Regions from separate parts of the Callithrix jacchus genome. Here region 2 is linked to region 1. The links are chromatin contacts, called in public Hi-C maps. All regions are on one chromosome and are shown on one strand. The core of a region is the stretch at or near the end of the contact, and the rest is flanking DNA. Distances in the headings are between cores, read along the strand shown. Region 1 overlaps ADCY9 (adenylate cyclase 9). Region 2 holds the start of SRL (sarcalumenin).

Region 1 (2,848 bases), core at 116-2,615:
AGGGAACTCCAACGGTTGGAAACTTCGATTTATCCCACAGGCGTGCCGAGTGGGAAGGCAGCATTTTGATTTCCCAAACGTTGCGCCCAGCGGCTCCTTCCACGGCAGGCGCCTTCAGGTCTCTCCATGGGGTCGGGGCTCCCGGTGTCGCGCGGTGTCCCGCAGTGCCCGAAGAGCCCGCAGTGCCCGCAGCGCGCTGCCTTGGACAGGCGCCGCCCGGGGCGGAGGGCGGAGCCGGGCGCGCGCCCGCCCCGCCCCGCAGCCCCGAGCCCGGTGCGCGCACCAAGGCGGGGCGGCGCGCGGCCGGTGCGCGTGTCCGGGGCCCGGAGGCGGCGGCGGCGTGCGCGGGCCGCGCGTGCGCGCTGCAGCGGGGCGAGGGGCGGCGCGGGCGCGCGTCTGTCAGTGACAGCGGGCGGGGCAGGGGCCGGAGATGGTGGCGGCGGCGGCGGCTCTTCCGACATGAGGCAGCGGCCGCGGGGGACACGGCGGCGGGCGCGGCGGCGGCCGCGTCTCTAGCTCGGGGAGGCGGCCCCCGGCGCGGGCTGGCGGGCGGGCGTCCCGGCCGGCGTCGCGGGAGCCCGGCTCTGAGGTAGCGTCCGCACCGCCGCCCGGCGAGTGGCCCGCGCCCTCGGCTCCCCGCGCTCGGTCCCGGGACAGCGGCGGCCCCGGCGGGGGCGGCGGCGCGCTCGGGGGAAGCAGGCCCCGCTAGACGGGCCGCGCCGACGGGCTCCGCGCACTCGCGGCCAGGGGCGCCCCCACCCCCAGCGCCCGCCGCGGCGAGCAGGGCGGGCCCGGAGCGCGGGGGGCGGCCCAGGGAGCGCGGGCCCGGGGCGCCCGCCGAGGCTCGCGGCTCCTGTGGGGGCCGGGGCCGGGGCCCGCAGCGCGCTGCCTTTGACGCATCGGAGCGCGGCTCCTGCAGGATGGAGGGCTCCGCGCCGCCGGCGGAGTTGTTTGTGCGCAGGCGGCTCGCGGGGCTGGGAGCGCTCAAGGTCTGAACTTCCCTCCGGAGCCGCAGCTGGAGGAGGCGAGCGCGCGGGGAGTAGAAGCCGTGCGGCGCGGAGGCCACCCTCGGGGCGAGCGGCGCGGAAGGCGAGCGGGCACCGCGGTCTGGGACTCACGGCAGCCACGCGTCGGGGACCCCCGGGCGCTCTAGGTCTGTACCGAGCGGTTCGCGTCCGCCTCGAAGCGGGGGCGGTGGGGGCACGGCTGAGCCGGGATCCACACACAGTTTCGGGGAGCCTCTGGTGCCTTTCCTAGCCGCGTGCTGGAGCCGCCCCTTAGGACGGCAGCGAGTCCCCGGCCCCTAGGTGTGCGTGTCCAGGTGGGAGCGCCACTAACTCTCCCCGTTTTGCTGGCAGGTACTGGTGACCCCGGCCGGGGCAGGCCCCGGGACTCGGCAACATGGCTTCCCCGCCCCACCAGCAGCTGCTGCATCACCACAGCACCGAGGTGAGCTGCGACTCCAGCGGGGACAGCAACAGCGTGCGCGTCAAGATCAACCCCAAGCAGCTGTCCTCCAACAGCCACCCCAAGCACTGCAAGTACAGCATCTCCTCCAGCTGCAGCAGCTCCGGGGACTCCGGGGGTGTCCCCCGGCGAGTGGGCAGCGGAGGCCGCCTTCGCAGGCAGAAGAAGCTCCCCCAGCTGTTCGAGAGGGCCTCCAGCCGCTGGTGGGACCCCAAGTTCGACTCGGTAAACCTGGAGGAGGCCTGCCTGGAGCGCTGCTTCCCGCAGACCCAGCGCCGGTTCCGGTATGCACTCTTCTACATTGGCTTTGCTTGCCTTCTGTGGAGCATCTATTTTGCGGTCCACATGAGATCCAGACTGATCGTCATGGTCGCCCCCGCTCTGTGCTTCCTCCTGGTGTGCGTGGGCTTCTTTCTGTTTACCTTCACCAAGCTGTACGCCCGGCATTACGTGTGGACCTCGCTGGCCCTCACCCTGCTGGTGTTCGCCCTGACCCTGGCTGCACAGTTCCAGGTCTTGACGCCTGTCTCAGGACTGGGCGACAGCTCCAATCTGACGGCTGCAGCCCAGCCCACGGACACGTGCTTATCTCAAGTGGGGAGCTTTTCCATGTGCATCGAAGTGCTCTTCTTGCTCTACACCGTCATGCACTTGCCTTTGTACTTGAGCTTGTGTCTGGGGGTGGCCTACTCTGTCCTTTTCGAGACCTTTGGCTACCATTTCCGGGATGAAGCCTGCTTCCCCTCGCCCGGAGCCGGGGCCCTGCACTGGGAGCTGTTGAGCAGGGCGCTGCTCCACGGTTGCATCCATGCCATCGGGGTCCACCTGTTCGTCATGTCCCAGGTGAGGTCCAGGAGCACCTTCCTCAAGGTTGGACAGTCCATCATGCACGGGAAGGACTTGGAAGTGGAGAAAGCCCTTAAAGAGAGGATGATTCACTCCGTGATGCCAAGAATCATAGCCGACGACTTAATGAAGCAGGGGGATGAGGAGAGTGAGAATTCTGTCAAGAGGTATGCCACCTCGAGCCCCAAGAATAGGAAGAAGAAGTCTTCCATACAAAAAGCTCCTATTGCCTTCCGCCCTTTTAAGATGCAGCAGATCGAGGAAGTCAGTATTTTATTTGCAGATATCGTGGGCTTCACCAAGATGAGTGCCAACAAGTCCGCCCACGCCCTGGTGGGTCTCCTGAACGATCTGTTCGGTCGCTTCGACCGCCTGTGTGAGGAGACCAAGTGTGAGAAGATCAGCACTCTGGGAGACTGTTACTACTGCGTGGCGGGCTGTCCCGAGCCCCGGGCCGACCATGCCTACTGCTGCATTGAGATGGGGCTGGGCATGATCAAGGCCATTGAGCAGTTCTGCCAGGAGAAGAAGGAAA
Region 2 (2,700 bases), core at 29-2,528, 130 kb before region 1:
TTACAGTGAACAATTCAATGGCACTTAATACAATTAGTGTTACACAGCCTACCTGGTTCCAAAACATGTCCATCACTCCAAAATGCCTCCGTTAAGCACTCCTTCCCCCTCCTCCCAGTCTCCGGCAACCACCTATCTGCTTTCTGGTTTTAATATCTTTTTTTAAAAAGTTCAAGTAGTTGGCCAGGCAAGGTGGCTCACACCTATAATCCCAGCACTTTGGGAGGCCAAGGTAGGTGGATCACATGAGGTCAGAAGTTTAAGACCAGCCTGGCCAACATAGTGAAACCCTATCTCTACTAAAAATACAAAAATTAGCTGGGCTTGGTGGTGCTCGCCTATAGTCCCAGCTACTGGGGAGGCTGAGGCAGGAGAATCACTTGCCCCCAGTAGGTAGAGATTTCAGTCAGCCAAGATGGAGCCACTGCACTCCATCCTGGGCAAGAGAGCAAGAATTTGTCTTTAAAAACAAATTAATAAAAAAGTAGTTACATTTAGTAAAACTCAAACTTTCTGGTTTTTGGTTTTGCGTGTTTTGACAAATGCACAGTTTCCTATACACCACTATGATCAAGATACGATTTTAAAAAGAATAAAAGGAAAGCAAAATTAAAAAACAAAAAGATATGAATTGGTTCCTTTATCTCCAATGTCCCCCATGCCCCTTGGTGTTTAATTCAGCCCATAAGAGCCACTGATCTAATTCTCTGTTGCTGTAGTCTTACCTGTGACAACATGTCATGTAAATGGAATAATCCACTCTTTTGAGTCTGGCTTCTTTGCACTGCAGCTAATTTTCTCTTAGTGAGATTATCCAGGTAAATTTACATAGGATCTGGCCCGGCACAGCGACCCCTTTCGGCCAGGTGCGAAACGGCAGGCCCGACGGTTCCCGCGCAGCTTCTAAGGTTCAACAGAGGGCGCAGTGCGCCCAGAACGCCCAGCCCCTGCGAGAGCGAAGGCTCCTCTCTGTCGGTGCGGGACAGCCCAGTTCTCATAGGTCAGAGGCGTGGCTTGGGGGCGGGCCACCCCGCCTCCCCCGACTTGCCCAAGCGCGCCCGGGGATGGTAGGCGGTCTCACCCGCAGGCGGCGGAAGTCAGGGGCGCGGCTGCGGCCCCGCCTTTTCCCGGACTCGCCCCGCCCCTTCGCTCGCGCGCTTGTTTCCTGACGCCTCAGGCCAGGGCGGGCGCGCTCCCGCCACCATGGTCGTCTTGCCCCGCCCTCTTCCCCGCCCCCGCGCCTAACGCCCGCGCGCTCTCACGCACGCCCCGCGCGCAGACGCCGCCGGCGCGTTTCCTGCCCACCCTGGGAACAGGTGGTTACGGCACCCGGGTACGGAGTTTGCGCTGAGGAAAGGTTCTAGACGCCACCGTAAAAAAAAAAAAAAATCGAGAAACAGGTGACAGGATTTTTCGTAAGACGTTTAATTTTTACCCAAAGTATCCGAGACATTGCCGTGTCAGGCTGAGTGCGATAGGTGACTCCCGGCCTCAAGGAGCTCGGGCCCGCGGAAGAGGAGGCCCCCGCGCCGGGCCGGGAGGTCGGACTTGACGTTTTTGTGAAGCACAGGGGGCGTGGGACGGACCGGATCAATGCGACACTCAACAGAACCTGTTCTTAAAAGGGTCCTGCTGTGTCGCGTAGGGTGGAGTGTAGGGTGGTGCGTAGGGTGGTGCGATCTCGGCTCACTGCACCCTTTACCTCCCGGGCTCAGGCGATCCTACCGCCTCAGCCTCCGGAGTAGCTGGGACCACAGGCACACGCCACCAGCTCGGCTAATTTTAATTTTTTCGTAGAGACGGGCCTCAGCATGTTGTCTAGGCTATCGTGGAACTCCCGACCTCAAGCGATCCTCTTGCCTTAGTCCCCAGAGTGCTGAGATTACAGGCGTGAGCCACTGCTCTGGGGCCAGAAGCCTTTTATTGGCGTACTAGGTAACAATTTCAGAAGAGGGTGCATAGCTTAGGCTCTCCCTGAATTTTCACAACTGGACATACACCCACGTAGCCGGCGACCCTAGCAAGCCCCAGAAGTGGCCTAATGCTTGCTTTCTGCCGCTAGCCCGCAAGCAGTTTGTTGTCTTTCAGATTTTTAATTTTTGAAATAATTGTATAAATGTACAGGGTTGGTGGTTCTAGCCTGTAATCCCAGCTACTTGAGAGTCCGAAGGGGCAAGATGGCTTTAGCCCTGAATATCTGGATCACCCTGGACAACATAGCAAGACTTGATCTGTATTTTCTTTTTTTTTTTGTGACAGAGCCTCTGTCACCCAGGCTGGAGTGCAGTGGACTTCCGCCTCCTAGGTTCAAGCGATTCTCCTGCCTCTGCCTCCTGAGTATTTGGGATCATAGGTGTGCGCCACCACAGCCACCTATTTTTTTTTTTGTATTTTTAGTAGAGATGGGTTTCACCATGTTGGCCAGGGTGGTCTCAATCTCCTGACCTCATGATCTGCCCACTTTGATCTTCCAAAGTGCTGGGATTACAGGCGTGAGCCAGGAGCCCAGGCTGTTTTTTTAAAGCAAGCTGTATAGGGAGATCACCCAGTCTCCCCCATGTTAACATCTTGCATAACTACAATTAGCATAGAAACCAGGTAATTGACATGGGTACTGTACATGGAAGTTATTCAGATTTACCCATTTTTTATGCTTTATGTGTATGTGTGTGTAATGATCTATTCTCTACCATTTTTATG

Evidence for each region. A called contact is a pair of places that touch in the nucleus more often than the background predicts.
Region 2: a Hi-C map of skeletal muscle shows a contact between it and region 1, with 8 times the contacts expected there. The contact joins the promoter of SRL here to the enhancer-like site in region 1. A contact is called at or near these places in 2 of 3 Hi-C or Micro-C datasets (both in skeletal muscle).

Annotation. Positions count from the first base shown.
Region 1 is chr12:6,227,293-6,230,140 of calJac240_pri, reverse strand. ADCY9 (adenylate cyclase 9) reads left to right here. Exons shown (of 12, transcript XM_054242529.2): 3 at 1,359-2,848. The coding sequence starts at 1,402. Among named protein-coding and RNA genes, the nearest start is that of ADCY9, 13 kb to the left of the region's middle. Within about 2 kb of position 1,365, at least 10 of the 16 cell types and tissues checked have an H3K27ac peak or open chromatin away from gene starts, as enhancers often do. A contact at or near this core is called in skeletal muscle, where this site is marked.
Region 2 is chr12:6,357,724-6,360,423 of calJac240_pri, reverse strand. It overlaps SRL (sarcalumenin), which reads left to right and starts at 1,278. Exons shown (of 6, transcript XM_078344544.1): 1 at 1,278-1,400.